5 separate regions of the Mus musculus genome follow, and regions 2, 3, 4 and 5 are each linked to region 1. Evidence: chromatin contacts called from public ChIA-PET, Micro-C and promoter capture Hi-C data. All regions are on one chromosome and are shown on one strand. The core of a region is the stretch at or near the end of the contact, and the rest is flanking DNA. Distances in the headings are between cores, read along the strand shown.

Region 1 (3,919 bases), core at 1,005-3,504:
TCCGCTGAGCTGTCTCTTTAGTCTCCAAATTAATCACTTTTGAGCAGGTAAAGCAAGCCACTTTTTATTTATTTATTTATTTATTTTCCTTTTTCCGGAGCTGAGGACCGAACCCAGGGCCTTGGGCTTGCTAGGCAAGCGCTCTACCACTGAGCTAAATCCCCAACCCATGCCACTTTTTAAAACTCTAAACAAATTGTGTACCCATTCAACCCTGTGTTTATATAAGTGTATGCAATGTCTAATCCAACAATATGTCTTCATCTGTAGCCTATGTCTATTTCCACCAGTAAGGAACAGCTAAAGGAAAACACACACATACATACATACACACACACACACACACACACACACACACTTAGCTTTACTTATTATTTTTATGTATTAAGTTTTTTTTTTCAATTAAAAAAGGTGCAGGAATGTTTTGTCAGCATACATATGTCTTTGTAACATATGTGTGTGTGGAGCTTACAGAGGACAGCAGAGGGCATTGGATCTCTTTGGACTAGAGTTACAGATGGATATAAACCAGCATGGGGATGCTGGAAAACTGAGCCAGGTCCTCAGGAAGAGCAGCAAATGCTCGTAGCTACTACTGAGCCACTTCTCCAGCCCCAGTTTTATCTTTGTAAACACAAAAACCTTTCAATTAGGTATCTTAATATTTACAGTCAAGGTATTGTGTACTGCAACTTAAAAAAAGAAAAACCAAACCAAAATAAAAAAACAAAACAAACTTAAGCAGTCTATGGAAGTTTATAGAAAAAGAATAGAACTTTCTTCAACCCTGATACCAGGGTTGAACTCAGAGCCTGGGGCTCATGATGCACAGCTGTGCACCATTGAGCTAAATCCCTACCCTTGGGAAATTTTCTTATAAGATCCTTTGTTTCATTTCTGGAGGATTTAGGAATATTTTCACAAGTTACACATTTTGCGGTTACCAAACACAATTTATTATTTTCAGAACTTTGTTAAGAATCATGGATAGAAACCATTCTCTGCCTTAGGCAAATTTGGTAGGGTTTTAAAATAAACAACTGAAAATGTGACTAAGAAATTGTAACTCGGGGTGGGTATATAGCCCAGTGGTAGAGGAACAGTGCCTGCCTGCTATCAGGGGGTCTTGGGTTTGAGTTCCTGTACTACAAGAAATAAACAAGAAAATCGAACATTAGTATTCTTTCTTTTGCTGCAACAGCGTTAACTCGGGTTTTCAGCGCAGGTGTTGAGCTTTAATGTTCTAAAACCGAACCTCTGTATAGCCCAATGAGTGAATGAGGAAAAACGGAGCACAAGAAAAGGGGCCGTGTACACAGGTGCTTCGAGTTGAGGTTAACTAGAATCTGCGAGTAGACAAAGTAACTTCTGCAACTCTATGCCACTCACACAATCCCAAAAGAAGGGAGCCATCAAAGGTCCTAGCACTGGTCTCTTTTTCTTGCAAACGTCTCCAAGGAATCCAGTTCTTACTGAAGTAGCCTTGAAAATTTTCCTCAAATTCCAGAGATACAGAGTAGTTCGACTAAAGCTGGTCTAACTCCTGAAGCTGATTTTTAAAGCTTCAAATCCAAACCATCACATTTAGGTCGGCAGGGAAAGAGGAGCGGACTCTTCCATCAAGTACATGTATCTAAGAGTCCTCAAAGTCTTCAAACACAGGCTTTCACTCACTTGTTAAAATTAACTTGTCTCATATTTTACCAATGCAACCTCAAGCCCCGAGAACCGACCCAAAAAGACTGATCCTGCCTCGTTTCTCTCCTCCATCCGATTTCCCTGCTCTGTCTCTGGTCTACTCCTTCCGCTACATTCTTTCAATTCCGCGTGCCCCGGTCACCTCTTTGGCTCCGGACCCGGTTTTGGGAGAGGTCCCGGCCTCGCCTTTGCGGTCCTGGGCTCCTGCTTCTCTCCCCCACCCCCAATCCTCAGCTGTCTGCGCGGTCCCTTTAAGAGGCGGCAGCGGCCAGGCTGGCCTTGTCCCCGGCCGGGCCTCACTCACCCACTGGTTGGCTTTGGGGCAGAAAGTGTACAGGGCGACCTGGCCCGTGAGGTCTGCGATGCTGGTGATATAGGGGTCGTGTTGTTTCAAGGCCGCCAGACTCATCTCTTGCTCAGCTCGACTCAACAACTCCATCTTGGATCTCAGAGCCGAGCCCCTCCGGCGGGGGCGGACTGTGGAACAGGAAAGTGCCATCCAGGCAAAGTTCCCCCAGCTCAGTCAGCCCTCCACTTCCGCCTACCGGCCCAGCCTTGCCGAGCGTGGTACTTCAGCTAATCTCATCCGCTGCTCCTGTGCGCCAGGAGCCCTGGTTCCGATTTTCTTCGGGCCGCGTCTGCCGGAAGAGACAGGCCCCCGCGCCTGCGCGGTGGAGCCGTGAGCTGATAGTCCGGAGACCTCTCTCACCTGGCGGGGTGTGAACCGGTTCCCTGAATGAACCTGACTCCTGCCGGGGAGGCTGCACCCCAGCGCAGTCCCTAACTCGGGTTCCGGCGCAGAATCGAAATGCTTGCTGCTGAGGACATGAGGTCTCCACGTACCATTTAGAAAACTCAGACCTGGCTGGAGAGATGGCTCAGCGTTTAAGAGCACTGACTGCTCTTCCGAAAGGTCCTGAGTTCAAATCCCAGCAACCACATGGTGGCTCACAACCATCTGTACAGCTACAGTGTACTCATATACATAAAATAAATAAATCTTTAAAAAAAGAAAAAAGAAAACTCAGTCCAAATGAGGAAGGGGAGCTGTCCGTCACTTCTGACCTCAGAGTGCACCTTCACTCTTAACAGTTTGGTAACTTTTGAAAGAAATGTTTCAAAGCAGCCAAACTAGCCTGCCTGGAACTACAATAGACTTGGCCTACCCTCTTTTGCTCGTCTTTTTCCTCATCTGGGTCCCAGATAAATATTTCTATTGTTCTATAGAGACGTCTATTATTTAAAATAGTAAGTAGATCTCTTTTAAAAAGAAAACATTTATTGGGCATTTTAAGGGATCAGGAAGTACTAAGAGGTAAAGCAAAGTGCTCAGGCTGTTTTCATTGAGTTGCTTTAAAAACCATCGTTTCTCTTTATTGAAGACATCTCAGCACAAATGAACATTTTTGAAAGGATAAACTTTACATTTTCTCAAAGTACCCCCACATATTTGTGTTGCTTGTGGTTTTACATACTAATGGAAGGGCAAACTTTACATTCTTGACAGAACCGCGTGTGAAGCAACTACAAAAGCTGGAACAGCCGCCTATCGGTTATTCACCCTTCACTTCTGTACACACTCACTGATCTTATTGAGTGGTTGCCAGCTCCGAGCTTCCAACTCTTTTGGCTCTAGGAGAAACTAAACGCAAGCAAACAGCCCCATGATAGATGTCTCTCTTTGAATTCCAGAGGGTGGCGTCCTTATTGCCATCTGAGCCAGGAAAGGTAGTGAAGGAACCTCACTACCAGTTCCAGCATGGCAGGCAAGGTTCTGGCAGACCTTGCTCTTCTCCCCTTTTCCCTCTGCCTTGCTAAAAACTGTTAGATTTTATTCCTAACACTAGCCACCAAGGTCTAGTCCCTAATTTAGCCACTTCTTTCTCCTGAGGCCGACTACCAAAGTCCAGCTATAAAAGTATTGAAGTCCAGCAATCAAAAGCCCCCTTTAGTTCACCTAATTAATGTGCCCAATTAAAATTAAACACATCCTACTGTGGGGTTTCCCCTTTTACCTTTATTAACTGCCGTTTGCCTGTGGGCCACTTCTGCCTCGACATCCAGAGGCAGTCCTTTATTCCCTCCTCCCCAAATATCTCTCATTCCCTTCCTCCCCTCCTCTTTGTTTCCTTCCCCTTCGTCCTCTTCCCCTCTCTCCTGTCTTTGTTCATTATCCATGCTCTCTGTCCCTCTGGGGCACATTCATCTCTGTGCTAAGAAC
Region 2 (3,919 bases), core at 457-2,956, 240 kb before region 1:
AGATAAAGTGGCTCGCCAATGGTAACTGAGTAATAACCTTATAACACAACTGGCTCCTTCTCTCAGGTCCCTCTAGTTCCAACTGGCTGTTCCTGACACTGCAAACAAATCTGAACTCTGACTCTACCTGTGGCCTAAGAGAGTTCATTTGCTGCGAGTTAACAGGCCCCAATGTGTACTTACGAAAACACGTTCCTCCTCCTCCACCCCATCTAGACAGCTGACACAACAGTTACACGCTCAAAGCATTCATTTTGCTTCAGATGAAATAAAGTATGACATCTTAAAAATCGCGGTTCAGGAGAGGCCATACGCAGATAATGACTAATTCCATGTTACTTCCTTCAGATCTTTTTGATGAATACAGCAATCACAAGACACACACCACTTGGGGCCAGTAACTGCTGTGAGTGACCCGCGGGGAAGAGCGCCCACCAAGTTAAAAAAAAAAAAAAAGCCCTACAGGACGCGTCCCACCCCACTGCACCGCAAGCTCTAAAGATGACCTGGCTTTGACAGCTTAGTTTGAGACCCCACGCGAACAGCTGGCATCTCGGGGGGGAAACTTAACACGACGTCTATCCTTTCCGCGGGAATTTATCCCGAGTCTCACAAGGCTTTTCTGCTCCGCAAAGAGCAGGCCTTGCTTCCCAGGACACAGGGCTCGCCCCTCCAGCGTCTTTACAGCGAACAAAACAAGACTTGGGAACAGAAAACGAAACGGTCACGGACCTGCCGAGCGGCCTCAGGACGCTCCCCAGATCCGCGCAGGGGGTCGGGCGGCGGTGCCTCCCCAGGCGAAGCGCCTGAGAGGCCGGAGCCACCGGTTGCGGTGGAGGCTCAGACTCGGCCACCGCGCTTGCTGTCGCCGCCGCCGCTGCTGCTGCTGCCGCTGCCGCCGCCGCCTAGGCCCTGAGAAGTTGAGCGGCCGCGCGGGCTGCGGGTTCGCGCCCCGCCCGGAGCGAGCCCGGGGGGGCGGGTCCGCGGGGGCTCGGCGGGAGGCCGCTCGATGGGGGCAGGGGACCGGAGCCTGCAAGTTGGGAGCCCGCTACCGCCACCCGGCCACTTTGGCCTCTCGCGCCCAGCTGGGCTGACGCGCGCCGCTCGCCCGTTCTCCCTCTCTCTCTCTCTCTCCCGGCGCCGCCGGCCTCCGCCGCGTCCGCGAGGTGCCCGGGCGCGTCCCCGCAGCCCCCGCCGGCCGACGCGCCGAGCCTCGGGACCGCGCCAGGCCGCGCGCGCGGGCGCCGCGTCCCCCCACCCACTCCAGTCGTCCCCCCCGCCCAACGCGCCGCCGCCGCCCGTTGGCGCCTCAGATCGCGCGCTCGCTGCCCGCTGGCTCCCGGCGCTTCCCGCTGGCAAAGTTGCTGGGCCTCTTTGGGAGGGCGCCGCACCACCCCTCAGGCCGCCGCGCGGGAAGGCCCAGCCGGCCGCCCCGCTTTTTTTACCTGACGGGAGTTTTCGCGCGCGCGCTTGCTCGCTCTCCCCGCTCGCTCGCACGCCCGCCCGCTCGCTCGGTTTTCTTTCTTTCCTTCTTGGCGCTCGCCCGCGCGGGGCGCCTTTTCCGCTCGCGCTGCTCGCGCCCTCCTTCCTGCTGAGCCCGGCAGAGCGGGGCGGCCGGCAGCTCTCCCCGCCCCCCTGCACCCGCGCTCCGGCGGAGGCGGCGGCGGCGGCGCTCCGCGCTCCGACTCATTCCAATATGGCACGGACGCAAGGCGCATGCGCCCGCGGCCCCCCCACTCCCTCCCCCAGCTCCGCGGTCCTCCCTCCCGGCAACCCGCGCCCCTCGCTTCGCGCGCGTGGCACTCCCGACCCGGCCTCCCCAAGCCCACCGGCTCGCGGAGCTGGAGCTGCACGGGAGACGACGCGTCCGCGGGCCCGGGTCCATAACCCGCCGCTTTGCTCGCGTCCCCCTGTCCGCACCTCGCCGAAAGACACCCGCGAGGCCGTGGCGCTGGGCGTCGCGGCGTGAGCCTCTGATCCCCGACGGCGCCATGGACGGAGAACGGCTTGGAGACGGCGTCCTCGGGCTCCGGAGGCGCGTCCTGGCCTTGCTTGGGATTCTGGAAAGAAAGACCTCACCTCGGGCTTCTGGACAGAGCGGCTCGGGACCCCGCGAAGTCCCTGATCCATCCGTCCCTGGCGAAGCGCGCCACTGTAGCCCGCACGTGACCACCTCGAGCAAGATGGTATTAGCAGAGAGGCAGCAGTTCTGCAGGTCCCCAAGGGGCGCATACCGTGGCCGAGGGAGCTGCGCCCGCCCGCCGGACCACGTCGGGAATCCTACACGTTCTTTGAGATCTAGCAGGGCACTCTAGTGCTCGTCTACCGAGTCCGACTCGAACGCCTCTACGTACCTCATGTCCAGGCTCAGTAAATGAGTTGTCCTGCCGCAAAGGGGCACAGGTTGACCTAAGAGCTTCAGGAGAAGCTCAAAAATGCTGTGAATCAGCCTCGAATCGGAAGGTGCCCACAGGCAGTTACGTTCGGCTACTCAACCCTTCTTCAGCGAGCACAGGTGTCAATAGGAAGCACACCCACCTGCTCCAGAAAGTTCCCTCAGAAGAAAATCCCAGCGCCTGTGGGATCCCGGAGTGCCAATGAGACCAGACTCTCCAGCCTAAGATGGCCTCAGTCAGGGGCTCCTACTCAAGGAAGACTCCTTTCTTTTAGAGAAGAGGAGGCGAGACACACACACACACACACACACACACACACACACACACACACACACACACGAAGGTCTTGGGATGCTCCCATTAGCATCTTTCTCATGTTTTTGGGCAACCTTGGGAAATATGCACATTACAAACGCCAGATGATTTTTTTCTTTTTGTAAGTGTAAGCACCATTGAAAAGACAAAGTAACAAGAAAAAAAAATAAAGAAGAATATAAAAGGATATTCAATTATTGCTACACAATTTGAGCTCCCACCCACCCCCTCCCAACACCCCCCCCGCCCCGGCCAAAAACAAAAAACAAACAAACAAACAAACAAAAAAACCCTTCTTCATAGATACATGCTTGCAAGCACACATTTTCATTTATTTGCTACTATGACTAACATTTTTTGTTTGCATGGTCGTTTTTAAGGTATATAGTTCCTGCTTGTGTATTTTATTACATTGCAGTTGTCTGCTAACACATCCATGCGGTCCACAGATGAGCTGAGTTTCTAGGAATGGGAAAGTTTTTAGGTAGAAAGCTGTGAATGGCCCTCTCTTGCCCCAGTTCTTTCACCAGCAAGGAAGAGTGTAAGGAATTGAATGCACATTCCTAAACACTGAGGGACAACTTTTCTCCCCTACATTGAATGATGCCTAGTTTAAGGTGACCTTATTTGGCACTTCTTGGATGACTAAACATTCAAAATTTCCCCATTTGCTATCTGTATTTCCCCTTCTGTACATAACCTGTTGTTCATATCTATTGTCTCGAGTTGAATCTCTTCTAACTTAAAAAAAAAAAGTTTTTTTTTTCTTTTAAGGATCTTTCACTTTTGTTATTGAAGGGAATGTTGCCCCTGTCTGATGTTCTTTTTTGCTTTAGTTTACAGTTCATCTGTCATTCTAGTCCTCTGGGTGTTGGTTGTTTGTTTACTTGTTTTTGTTTTTGTTTTCATTGTTGAATGCCAACAAAGTGAGCTTTCATGCACCTGTCTACTGGTATAATTTCTTTGCATATTTTATTATTCTAAGATCATCTATCCAATCTTAGTTTTGCTCTGTTTTGGAGTAAATAGATAAAAATGTAGATCTAATTTCCTTCCTCTATTACAATGGTTATTGTTTATGCAGTCACCATTTATTAAATAATTTCCCCTTGTTTTTTGCTTAGCAAAACCTACATTTTTTGCTAAACTTTTGCTTTTGGATTGTGTATTTCAGAATCATCCAGTTCCTCCCATAGACCTTGATTTCA
Region 3 (3,919 bases), core at 1,015-3,514, 230 kb after region 1:
TAGAAGGACAGATTGTTTTGATTAAAAAAATCTGTTGAAAAGAGTGACCTTTCATGGGAGAGTGTGATGCAAAGCGGACTGTGAATCGGCAACATGGACATGTTTGCTCTTCCTTTCAACCTGCACTTGCTGTGTCTGAAACTTCCTCCCTGGCGATTGATTTAGCCCCGTATGGTAAGCAATAGAGAGACAGCTAAAGTGGAATGAACTGATCCTCCCAAATGCTTCTGCATCTCTTACCCAGTAGATTCCTGTAAGCGGCTGGCCCTTTGGGAGAAATATACCCAAGGCAGCGTATTCACTTTGCCCAGAGATACCCTGGCAGTTGGTGGTGACCAGGGCATGATGTGATTGCAGTTCCACTCATAAGAGGCGCTCCCCTTTCTCGGGGATATTGAAGGTACCAGGATACTGTGGGCACTGAACTTTGAGGAACAAGGGGGAGAAGAAACAATTGTGGGTAATTTTCATCACCTCACCCCAGTGCCACCCTACCCCACATCACCGCCATAACCACATGACCCTCCTCTAAGTCTGTTTTCCCTGCTCTCAACTCCCAGCCGCAGGGGTTCTGACTTCTTGTATTGAGTGGTTGGTCCTGCCCCAGCACCATGGCCAGCAGTGACATGATGGCTAAAATCCATCCAGCTTGCATGAACTCCAGTCAGAAGGCTTGATGTTGGAATGCATGCTCCAGTGAGCTGCTGCTTTTCTTAGAAGGTATAGAAAGGGAAAGAGGCAGGGTAAGGTCGTAGAAAAGGAAGACCCAAAGTTAAGTTCAGTGACACAACCCACCAGACCCAGGCAGAGTCTACTTGATCAGGAGGGAGCACAAGGAGTAGAGAGCATGTGTGTGCCTATGCAAATAGTATGCAAACAATATGTAAATGTATGTAAATACAAAGGAACCTCACCCATGGGTGTGAAGTCATACCAATGACACCACTTAAATAATAGCTGCAGGCATGTAATTGTGTTATTTTAAAGCATTTGAAGCAACGTGACTAGTCCCATAGTCAGCTGCTTCATTTCAGGAATCAAGACAAAGTTGTTCCTATGCTCAGGGCTTACTGAAGCCCAGCTCACAGGGAGAAGTCAGATGCAGGTTTCTCAGGCAATACTTGTTCAGTTGGTTGATCTGGTCACCTCAGCACGTGCTTGCTGAGCACCGTCTCTGCAGGAGCCTAGTCTGGTGCTAGGTATATTCAGTGGATGGGCCACACATGGATTCTACCAGGGCAGGCTCATGCACAGGTGTTCCGTTCCTCTCCCTGGGGAAGTGCCCACAGTGAGGAATGAGCAGGGTAAGGATAAGGTGGGTGCCAGGGAGAGCCTGTGGTAAGAGTGAGGGTCAGCAGAGGTCAGGAGGAGCCAAGAGATGTCCAGGGAACACATCTTTGAATTAGGAGGGACAGAAGGAAGTGTGTGTGTGTGGGGGGGGAGGGGGGTGTCTGGGAAAATAAGGAGGAACTAAGATGGGAATGGAGTGGCACCTGGCAGAGCAGATGTAATGACAGACTACAGAAAGAGTTCTGATCAGTTACCAGTGAACCAGTAATTTCACTGTGGTTACTTACAGGAGTGCGGGCAGCTTCTGGGGTAGCTATAGGAAGAGCCTCACCCTTGTAGCTATTTACACTTACCTAGCTTGAGGGGGAGTTTCACCCAGTGCCTCCTGTGCCATCCTCACAAGGAAATGGCAGTGGCTCCAGTCTTAGGGAGGTGTGGGGGTGGTCAGCTGCACCCTCGCTGGTTTCAAGACCACCACGGCCATGCCATGCCTGGAGGACAAGATTCCATAACATGTGATATTAGCTGACTGGAGAGAGCATCTGCCTTATGAGGGAGATAAAGTCTGTGAAGGGACAGAAGCAAGGAGGTTAAGGCTCTGGAAAGAGTTTTCTGGGTAGGGAGAGAGGCATCGGTCTTGGAGCTGGAGCTGGACAGCCAGCAGCGCTGCTCTTTCCATTCGAGAGCGCAGTGGCCTCCTTGAGCCCTTTTCCTTAGGCCATAGCTCTCCACACTTGTGTGTATGTAGCAGCCGTTTCGTGGGTGTTGTGGGTATCCCAGTTTTTTTCTTCTGGTCAAGACATGGAGACTTCTAATCTGATCATGAAGTCCCCCGAGGCGTGTTGATTGCCTTCCTGTCATCCTTCTCCCTCTTTATGCAGATTTGAAAATCAGATCACCTTGAAGCTCTTGGTTGGTCAGAAATTGTGCACAGCAGGCACCACTTCCTCCCTCCCTCCCAGCCTCAGGGGCCTCTTGTTTCCTCTTGGTAGGTTTCCTGTGTTCTCTGCAGGTTGACTGTCTAGTTTAGTGGTTAGTTGCTTAGCTCTTTAAATGGCATGTTAGTTAATCCAGCATTAGAGACAGTTTTCTAATGGGAGGGGGTGACCTTTTTAGTTTGAGTCTATGTTCAGGTGGGCAGTGGGGTCTGTGATAGCCAGCTTACCCACTGGAGAATGCAGATGTGTGTCACAAGAAGACCCCCAGTGAGAGGCAGTGAGAGGGTTTCAGGGCAGATAGCAAGAGTATTTCCACTTGGAAGACAATGATTGACACTGGAGGCCAGTGAGAACTGTAGCACTCTGACCCACAATCTAGGCTCATGTCTGAGGCCTGGGTGTGTGAAGGAGCAAACGGAGTTACCTCATGTCCTCACGTTCCTGCTCTCCCCACACACCATTCTGTGTCCAGGTTTGTGTCCCCTGGTGACCACTGGCTCAGGCCAGAACCATGTATCCATGGGTCCCCACCCCTCCCCTCATTCACCCATTCCATCATGACTTGAGTCTTTTCCCATGCCAACCAACTTGACTGTTCCTCCCCAGAGCACAGCTAATGCTATAGTGGAGAGATGGGTTCAGGGTAAGATTTCAGGAAAAAAAAAATGTCTTCTGGCTTCTTCTTTTAAAGAGTCGAGCCTAATGCTCAGGAGGATGAGGAAACTTGGTGACATGTGTCCAGAGGTGATTGAAACAGATGGGCTGGGCAGATGGGGGTGCTGCAGTGTGCATAGTGAATGTGTTACTAAACGGGGGCATCTGTTGTCAACAACTCAGGCTGGTGTCGGCATAGACTCCTCCATCTCCTGGGGTGTCTTCCCACATATGGAGTTGATTCAGCCTAAAAGGAGCAAGGTTTAGTCACTTGCTGCTTTAAACCCTAGGAAGAGATGGAAGTCACCTTGATACCCATGAACTTGATTAGCGGTGCATACACCACAAACATTGTCCTCATGTGGCCCCCCAGTGAGCTTTCCAGGGCCTTCCATCTGTCAGATCTTGTCTGGGCATTGGAAATATAAACAATCTCGGTGAAGATCAACAAAAATAATTATGCCTGTTTCAAGCTTTTGTTCATTAGGGAGAGGGATAAACCATAAACAAAATCACTATATCACCAGATCTGCTGCTGTCTGGTGACTGATGTGGAAAGGGGGGGGGGGGGACGGACATGGTGTAGTCAAGAGAGCAGAACTCTGAGGAGAGCCATCACTAGAGATCACCAGCACCTTGAAATAGAAGGATCTGTGGGACTCCTGAGACCAGCTCTGCCTTATTCAGCCTGCTGTCTTGCCGAGAGGAGTCTCCACTGCATGTGTCTTTGTGGTTCTCTTGTTTTGAGCTCGTCATTGCTTCCTGAAAGCCTGCTAAGAGCTCCTGCCCCTCGTCCTGGAGGCCCCTAGCTCAGTGCGTCTGAGGCTCGAAGGGAAGCTGTAACTCAGGGACCGTGGTGCTTTCTGTGATCAAAGTTGAAATTACTTTTCCTTAGCATAGCCATTTTCTGGCAGTTTGACACGCGTCACTTCCTGCTAGGTCTGTAGAGGGACACTGAGCTGTGTTCTTTATGGGAGCAGGGGGAGGTGGTATCAGTGGGACTCTCATTTGAAAATGAAAGATGCTTGTTGGCTTGA
Region 4 (3,919 bases), core at 950-3,449, 200 kb after region 1:
CATGCTAGCATTCCCCACAGGTCTCGGAGGCTCTCTCTGCTCTTACACTGCTTTTCTCAGGTTTCTTTGGATAAGCTACTCCTCTACGTCAGGCTCACTCACTGTTTCTTCTGTCACCTCCATCGTGACATGGCATCCATCTGGTGACATTTGAAAAGTTTTGTCTTTATGTTTTTTTTTTTTTTTTGATCAGCTCTAGGATTTCTTTGTGTGTGAGGGGAGGATAAACTTACTATCCTTCTATCTGTACAAGACTATTCTGCCTTCCTAGAGATGCTCCCAGTAGTTCCTCTAAGTTCTTTGATTATTCTGATACCCATGTCATGAGGGTTGATTGCCCTTCCATTGCAAGCTGTCTTGCCTCAGTAAATTTGGGTTCTATTATGGGCATTCTTAAACATAGGTTGAACATATCTAATCTGAGAATCTGAAATCCAAAAATGCTCCAAAATGCAAAAATCTGAAAACGGACATAATAAGATATCATGGTAGAAAATCTCACATCTGTAGAGATGCACAGAACATACATATGATCATACATACGATCCCTTTAAATGCAAGGTCCAAAGGAAATGAAAACAAATGTTGTGCCTTAACTTGGATCTCATTCCAAAAGTACCGAGTTAAGTACATGGAGGTATTTACCCTCTGAAACATCCTGAGCGACCACTTCTGGTCCCAAGCCTAGCAATAAGGGACGCCACCGCTGTCTTCCGATGCTATCTATGGTTTGTCCATGTCTTATGCCGACAGGTAATTGAGCTCTTTGACTTTTCTTCTGTGGGCCGTCTCTGCTCAGTCTTATGATGCCTTTTGTGTCTGTTCTCCAGGCTGAAAGCTGGGAAGTGAGCTGTCCCAGAGTGGGAAATCTCAAGGCCACTGGCGCTGCTGTTTAGGGTCAGATCCCGAGCAGACAGTTGAGTGGGAACGATGGTACTTGGTTGTATAACCCTCCTGAGTTCCTCTCTGCAGGCGCTCTGATAATTTCCTATTTCCTCAAGCCCTTTCCCACCAACCTTTAGATAGAAAGTCAGAGCATGTAATTCTCTACTGGGATGGATTATTTTCTTTGTCTGTGTCCAGGATCAGGCAGTAAATAGCTAGGAAAAAAAAAAAAAAAAAAGCAATGGGATTTCACCCTGTGCCTTGGAGATGGTAGCTCTCCTTGGGAGATGCATTCTCTTGGAGTTTGGTGTCCACCCAGCTGATTGGCCCTGCTCTTTGGCCCTGCAGGTCCTGACTGGGTCTGGGTGGGAATGATCAAAAAAATCAAGGCTCTTGTGAGACCCCTGACTGTGGAGGTTTTTGGTTTTGTTTTGCTCCTTGGTCTAGGAAGCAAGGAGCTTTTCTTTTCTTTCTCTCTCTCTCTCTCTCTCTCTCTCTCTCTCTCTCTCTCTCTCTCTGTCTCTCTCTCTGTCTCTCTCTCTGTCTCTCTCTCTCTCTCTTTAATTTTGTCTATACACACTGCATGTTTTCGAGTGCCAGGCTGCCTTTGAATCTGCACTGGGTGATACCCGGAGACCAGGGTGAAAGAGGAGAATTGGGCACTATTCTGAAGGTATTCTGAGTTTGTTTCCATTCCCCAGTCTCCGTGTTCCCATTTACATTTCACAGTCCTTAGATGCCCTCTGTTTTCTGCCCAGCGTTTCATTGGCATGGACTGGGCCAAGGGTGGGGGTTCTTATCCGCTCTTGCCTGCAGCTGCAGCCCTCACATTAGAGTTAACACTGTTGTCTGTAACATAAACCCTGTGTGGGTGGGGATGGCTCACTAAGCTTGTTTCTGTGGATTTCTAGGATGCATTTCTAACGTGCACCACGACATGGTCAAATGCTGCTTGAGTTGAGATAAGCTTCCCTCCGATTTAACTCGGAGGATGGCACTCTGGAAAGGGCCAAAGAGCGACCGAGTTAGCCTGCGTGTGAGGCTGTTGGGGGTGAGAAGCAGCCATATGCATCGATAACTGGCAGGATGGTTGTGTCCCAGTCAGACCTGGTGACTGGTGCTGAAGCGTTGTTTTCGTAAACCTTACATATGCTTCCTTCTTCTCAGAGCCCTGCCTCCTCCTTCATGTCTTTTGCTAAGCTATCCCTCTCAACACCACCACATGGGAACCAGACCTTGGTGTATGTTGTGGTGGGACGAGCAGAGCACCAGGTGCGGACAGGAAGTTTTGGAAAAGGTAGCGTGCCTCGTCTTCAAGTGTTGTGAGCAGCACAGAACAGTCTGGGGCTGGGACCATCTGTGGCGGCTGTTGACTGAGAGCCGGGAGCTATAAAGGGAAATAAACATTCGACTTCCTTCTGAGCTTCAGTTTTTCACAGTATATCCCTAGATTATGCTTTGCTTATTTTAGAGTTAGCTCCTTAAACTAATGCTGCCCTCCTCCCCTCCTTCCTTCCCTTCCTCTCCCCTCTCCTCTCCTCCCTTGCCCTTCTCTCCCTTCCCCCCTTCCCTCCCTCTTTTCTCCTCCCCCTCCTCTTGTTTATTTATGTTTTTGAGACAGGATCGTGCTGTGTAGCTCAGGCTAGCCCCACACTCCCACTTTAATGGCTCGTGCTCAAAATTTGGTTTTCTTCACATTTTATGCTTTTATGTGCTTCTTCCTCTCAAGAAAGGCAGACTCCATCCGCGAGGCCACCTTAGTGCTGACATTGTGGTGTGTGCCACCAATACCCGGCTGAAGTCACTACAGTTTTGTTGGCATTTTTCTTTTCATGACATCAGTGACAAAATTAGGAAAGTGGAGGCCTTGATGAAGTACTTCGTGTTCCTGGTTTGTAATGTTTGGCTATAGTAAAGTATTTTTTTTTAACACTTATTATGAAAACATTTTTCGTTTGCTTTTGTTTATTCTACAGCTTAAAAAAAATCTCCTTTACATGCTCATCTTGATTATGTGTTTTTTTTTTTTAATTTTGTTTATATTTTGGTGTATGGATGTTCGTCTGTATGCATGAATGTATACCACATGCATGTTTGGTGCCTTTGAAGGTTGGAAGAGGGTACTGGGTCTCCTAGGATTGGAGTTAGATGTGATTGTGAACCAATTGTGGGTTCTGGGAAATGAATCTGGGTCCTCTGTAAGAACAGTGCTCTTAACCACTTAGCTGAGGTCTCCCTCCAGCCCCTTATTATTTATTTTTAAAAATTTTTGATGAGAAAAGGAAAATATAAACAGTCATTTAAGAAAGGAATGAGGCTATAGTTTGTGCCTCTCTTTAGTTTTTGTAGAAAGCAGCACTCCCATTGGGCCTCAGTGATCAGACACAGTCTACCTTTATGGTGCATAGAGTTCATCCTCCTTAAATAGTCTCGGCCATCGACCCCTTTCCTAAAGGTGGTTTAAGATGAGCATGAAGACTGGAATGGTCACAGATGCTCAGGGGTGCTTTGAGCACTTAGTGTGTGGGGTTTGTCGTTCTGGGTTCCCCTAGCCCTGCTTCACATAGATCCCATGCTGAGAAGCGGAGGGCTGGGCAAACACTGTGGCTCTCCCGTGTGAGCCCAACAGGGAGCCTCACAGTGAGCCCTGTGAGGACAGATTCACGCTTTCTCTTGTGGAGCTCTAAATGCACAAACCTTTAAACCAACTGGGAATTTGTCTTTACCCATTTGTTTCCAAAACATAACCTGAATTACCTGAGCCAAGCTAACAATGTACTGAGAGACAGTTTGTATTCTGCCCTTTTCAGGGGTGGTAAAAACTCAGAGAGAAGGCACGGAGGCTCTTGGCTTGCAATTGAACTTGGGTGCAGGCAATCTTTGAGTTGATAGTGAAGTTGATACTTCTGAAGGTAATTAACTCGAGAGACAGTTAAGTTGTGAACTCACACTGGCTATGGACTAAAGCTTTTCCCACTATGTGTCTCTCTAGTCCCACAGCAGGGGCACTAGCCAGAATGGTACACTTATGTTT
Region 5 (3,919 bases), core at 589-3,088, 170 kb after region 1:
CTTCCAGGCTGACTTTTAGAAGTAGCTTTTAATGTCTTTTTTTGGCGTCTCTTCTGCCTGGGCCCTGAGGCGGGTATTGTATTTTTAGGTACTTAATGATGGCAGCAGTAGCACCAATAATTGTGGATACTAGATTCATTGTAGGCACAGTAAATTTTAGAATACTAATATTGAAAATTCAGAGTAGATGATGCATGCAGGGAGAGGAACTGGCCATTTTCTGTCATGTTTCCAACCTGAAGCCATTGGCTACATGATGCCCAAGATAGCTATCAATGAGGCCCGATACAAAATACTAATCTTACTTAAAAACATTATGAGATTTAAACAGTTATTGTTATATATTGGTGCGTGTGCACATGTGCGTTCCTGGAGGAAAGAGGACAACTGTTGAGTTGGGTCTGTCCTTTGACCTTTGACCTCAGGTCACCAGGCTTGCAGGGTAAATTCCCTCACCCCTGGAGCCATTTAATGGCCCACAATATAAGGGTGCATTGCGATTTTTTTTTTTGTGTGCCTCAATTGAGTTGTTCTCACGTGTGACTTTTGTAGATGACAATGTTGATTCATAACATCAAAAGGTTGCATGCATACGCCTACACTGTGGGTGCTGTGAACTGTGTGCAGAGAGCAGGGTCCCCTTCTGTAGGATGGATTCTTTGTATAAGGCATCGGAGAACCTCCTCCCATTGATTTCACAGACATAAACTAACAAGGAAAGTACCTTCGATCCCTCAGGTCTTTGGAGTGGCCCCTAGAGAATGCTTGAGTTATTTCCAGAAGTTTTGGGGGAGGAGGTAGAGTATGTGAGCTGGCCTTGCTCACCCCTCCCCTTATCCTCCCCTCCCCTCCCCTCCCCTCCCCTCCCCTCCCCCTCCCCTCCCCTCCCTTCCCCACCCCTCCCCTCCTGTGGCTATTGCTTTCTGTAATTCAGCTGATTGCTTTTCTTTCCAAATTGCTGGCTTAAGCTTTATCTTATCCAATTTTATCTCTCCCGGCCTTGTAAATCTAGAGCGTCATTAGGGCCTGTTCTCATTCTGTCCCTTCCACTTCTCCTGCCTTCCCTCCAAGTCCCTGGGGGTACAGGGACGTGGCTTACACACCCTCTGCCTCCTGTGGGGCTCGAGGGGCAGTGGGTGAGCGTCTCACCTCTGTAGCTCACTTTTCGTAGCCTCACTCACCCTCATTGACACAGTGGGCTTTTTTAGGACCTGCTTCTAGGCTTCCTTCCCATCATGCTCAGCGCGCCTGCGTCCTTCTCACCTCCGTTCTGTACCCGGGCGCCTGCGGGTTCTCCTCCCATCCCTCTCATCTCTGTGTTCATTATCCTTCCACTCCAAGCATCTGTTCCTTCACGCCACGAACTCCAGTTGGTATAATTAAATACATAATACGTTTATTTTAATATCAGCGTGTCTCTTCATACACATATTAGTAAGAGACTTGGCTGTCAGCACAGGGCCCAACTATTTGCAAATATCTAGTTGTGCCAACTCCCTTCAGGACATTTGTTTTTCTACTCATTAATGTTTTCTCTGTCTCTTTGCCTTTGGGCCTTGGCTCAAAGTGTCTCTCTGTCCTGCATGTGTCTCTCAGTGTCCTTGTTCTTTCTCTGACACAGATCACTCAAATACGTTGGCACTTTTCCCTCTGCATGCCCTGTGTCTGGGCATGCTCATTTGAGTGTGTGTGTGTGTGTGTGTGGGGTGGGGGGTTGGAGGAACTGAAAGAGCATTCTGTCACACTCATTTAGACAAGAGCCAGTGGTGACCTCTAGGGTCATGCATCATTGTCGTTGCCCTTTCAACTTGCTGCTCTGGCAAAGTGGCACTCCTAACCTGGCACATGACACCTGAACTCTCTCACGAGTACCTTGCTGATGCAAGCAGAGCCTCTCCTGGCCTATGGGTCGGTTGCCTTCTTGAAAGGCACGGGAAGGAAACCTTCCCTTGTGCTGGGCATTTGGAGCAGAGCCACAGGATGCAGAGGGTCCTGCATTAGGACAGATTATGTGGTATTTGCCTGGCACTTCCGCTGAAAGGCAAATAAAATCTATTTTTGGCTCCGAATTCTCGCCTCTTGACCTGTGGGTGAAAACTGACCGACAGGCTCTACCTCCCGTGTAGAAGAGGCTCGCACGCAGGGCCATCAGCTACAGCTCTGCACTGATGGATCGTCTTAATGTTTCCTTCCTAGTGGGGTTAGAACATGGTGTTGCTTTTGAGGTTGCAGAGAGCAAACCAGGATTCTCCTCTTGCCAGACTGGGGTGTGAAGGAATGGCTTAAAATCCTCTTTTATTGGCCATAGAAGTCAGATGGAAGCAGGGCAGTTACATCGGAAGACCTTGACATAGTCAGGGCCACATATACCTATTCCTTTTCTGGAAAAGAGAAACTATATTTTGTTACTTTATTTTTCAACTTATTTTACCTCTTGAGATACAACCTCACTGTGTAGCTCAGAGTCTCATTCTGCATCTCAGTCTTGAACTTGTTGTGGCCACTCTCCTGCCCCAGCCTTTCAAGTGCTAGGATTACAGACATGACTTATCATGCTCTGTAAAACTACATCTTAGAAGCAGATTCCCTTCCCACCTTCCTCAAAGGTTATCAAATAGCATGGCTAGAGAGATGGCTCAGTGGTTAAGAGCACATACCTCATTTGCAGAGGACCCAAGTTGGGTTCCCAGTACCCATGTTTGGCATCTCACAACTGCCTATAATTCTAGTTCCGGGGGGATTCCAATACCCTCTTCTGGACTTTGTGAGCACCTATGCTCACATGCGCATACCTAACCCCCAGCATATACACAAATAATTAAAAACGAATAAAAATGAACTTTTAAAAAGATCAACTAGGAAGCTTGTTTCTAGAATCTTGAGTCTTAGCGCACACACAGGCGGGTCTGTATTCCTGAGCCTGCCTCACTGGCACTCCAAGGGCAGTGAGCAGCCTGCTTGGTGGGTGGCAGTGAGGCTCAGGTGGGGGAGCATGCAGTCCGTGCTCCCTGAGTCTTTGCAGCAGATAAGCCCTTTGATAAGGCCTGCCTTGAAGGCCTCCTCGAGGGTCCTCGGCTCTTATTTGTTGGTGTTGCTTTTTGCTTTTGCTGGACCTACGACGACATGTGCAGAGCATGCTTCTGGAGCCTCCGGGCTTGTAACTCTTTTGTTTTTCGGAAACTTTTGAGAGGACTCATGACTCGGAAAAAGGACAGAAAAGGTTTGGATTTCCCCTTTTTTTTCCTTTATTTGCAAAAGATTTGAAGGCTTAAGTCATATACTTAATAATAGAGGGGGGTTAAGAGTCAAAGAGTTCTCTCTTGCTCTGGTCATTTTTTAGAGCTGAACTTGGCATGGCTTGAAGCAAATTCGTGTCTTCCTGACCATTTTTTTTTTTTTAATTGAGAAAGTAGATTCTATCTCTAATGAAATAATTACAAACAGTCCTGTTAACATGTGGTAGTGATTTTTCACAGAGGCTTGTTGAAATGCATGGGAGCTACCGGTTTAAGAGACATAAGCACGGGGCCATCCATGTATTCTAGATGCTTATCTCCAGACCAGAAGGTCCAAAGGACATGAGACATGTGACACTTGGGAGACATTAGCCCCCAGCCCCAGCCTTATTCTGATATACCCTAAGAGCTAAGGATGGCGTTAGTATAGTTTTAAACCTTTGAGCAAAGATCCAGAGAAGAATAATATAGTGACTTGTAAAAATGTCACATTTCCATGTCTCCAAGTTGTTTTCCTGGGACATAGCCCCACTCCCTCATTTATATAGTGTGCATGGCTTCTGTCCTTCAGAAGTGGTGGAACACAGAGCCTCCAATGTAGGAGCTAGAAAAAGTACCCAAGAGCTGAAGGGGTCTGCAACCCTATAGGTGGAACAACATTATGAACTAATCAGTACCCCCAG

Evidence for each region. Promoter capture Hi-C pulls out the DNA fragments that hold promoters and counts their contacts. Hi-C and Micro-C count contacts between places; a contact is called where the count stands out from the background. ChIA-PET counts read pairs in DNA pulled down with a chosen protein or histone mark.
Region 2: a Micro-C map of embryonic stem cells shows a contact between it and region 1, with 2.6 times the contacts expected there. The contact joins the promoter of Sfmbt1 here to the promoter of Dcp1a in region 1. A contact is called at or near these places in 10 of 39 promoter capture datasets (the 3T3-L1 cell line, 3T3-L1-derived adipocytes, the SN4741 cell line and 7 more), 2 of 484 Hi-C or Micro-C datasets (both in embryonic stem cells), 5 of 115 datasets of contacts at active chromatin or transcription factors (bone marrow-derived macrophages, effector CD8 T cells, embryonic stem cells and 2 more) and 4 of 9 other capture datasets (adipose tissue, liver, macrophages and 1 more).
Region 3: an RNA polymerase II ChIA-PET map of memory CD8 T cells shows a contact between it and region 1, with 16 read pairs. The contact joins the enhancer-like site here to the promoter of Dcp1a in region 1. A contact is called at or near these places in 13 of 39 promoter capture datasets (the 3T3-L1 cell line, 3T3-L1-derived adipocytes, the C10 cell line and 9 more), 3 of 484 Hi-C or Micro-C datasets (bone marrow-derived macrophages, granulocyte-monocyte progenitors and macrophages), 7 of 115 datasets of contacts at active chromatin or transcription factors (bone marrow-derived dendritic cells, bone marrow-derived macrophages, embryonic stem cells and 4 more) and 3 of 9 other capture datasets (adipose tissue, liver and macrophages).
Region 4: a promoter capture Hi-C map of hippocampal neurons shows a contact between it and region 1, with 2.7 times the contacts expected there. The contact joins the enhancer-like site here to the promoter of Dcp1a in region 1. A contact is called at or near these places in 12 of 39 promoter capture datasets (the C10 cell line, embryonic stem cells, frontonasal cranial neural crest and 8 more), 3 of 115 datasets of contacts at active chromatin or transcription factors (bone marrow-derived macrophages, extraembryonic endoderm stem cells and microglia) and 3 of 9 other capture datasets (adipose tissue, liver and macrophages).
Region 5: a promoter capture Hi-C map of liver shows a contact between it and region 1, with 2.1 times the contacts expected there. The contact joins the enhancer-like site here to the promoter of Dcp1a in region 1. A contact is called at or near these places in 6 of 39 promoter capture datasets (the C10 cell line, embryonic stem cells, frontonasal cranial neural crest and 3 more), 3 of 115 datasets of contacts at active chromatin or transcription factors (bone marrow-derived macrophages and large pre-B cells) and 3 of 9 other capture datasets (adipose tissue, liver and pancreatic islet).

The regions. Positions count from the first base shown.
Region 1 is chr14:30,477,900-30,481,818 of GRCm38.p6, reverse strand. It overlaps Dcp1a (decapping mRNA 1A), which reads right to left and starts at 2,254. Exons shown (of 10, transcript NM_133761.3): 1 at 2,003-2,254. The coding sequence starts at 2,197. It also overlaps a transcript of Cacna1d not described here.
Region 2 is chr14:30,713,402-30,717,320 of GRCm38.p6, reverse strand. It overlaps Sfmbt1 (Scm-like with four mbt domains 1), which reads right to left and starts at 1,706. Exons shown (of 21, transcript NM_001166532.1): 1 at 1,446-1,706.
Region 3 is chr14:30,248,111-30,252,029 of GRCm38.p6, reverse strand. The region is part of intron 3 of Cacna1d (calcium channel, voltage-dependent, L type, alpha 1D subunit); the gene reads left to right. Among named protein-coding and RNA genes, the nearest start is that of Gm52107, 26 kb to the right of the region's middle. Within about 2 kb of position 2,264, at least 61 of the 459 cell types and tissues checked have an H3K27ac peak or open chromatin away from gene starts, as enhancers often do. A contact at or near this core is called in the HPC-7 cell line and memory CD8 T cells, where this site is marked.
Region 4 is chr14:30,282,456-30,286,374 of GRCm38.p6, reverse strand. All of the region lies in intron 3 of Cacna1d (calcium channel, voltage-dependent, L type, alpha 1D subunit), which reads left to right. Among named protein-coding and RNA genes, the nearest start is that of Gm52107, 60 kb to the right of the region's middle. Within about 2 kb of position 2,199, at least 31 of the 459 cell types and tissues checked have an H3K27ac peak or open chromatin away from gene starts, as enhancers often do. A contact at or near this core is called in hippocampal neurons, where this site is marked.
Region 5 is chr14:30,309,485-30,313,403 of GRCm38.p6, reverse strand. All of the region lies in intron 3 of Cacna1d (calcium channel, voltage-dependent, L type, alpha 1D subunit), which reads left to right. Among named protein-coding and RNA genes, the nearest start is that of Cacna1d, 42 kb to the left of the region's middle. Within about 2 kb of position 1,838, at least 13 of the 459 cell types and tissues checked have an H3K27ac peak or open chromatin away from gene starts, as enhancers often do. A contact at or near this core is called in liver, where this site is marked.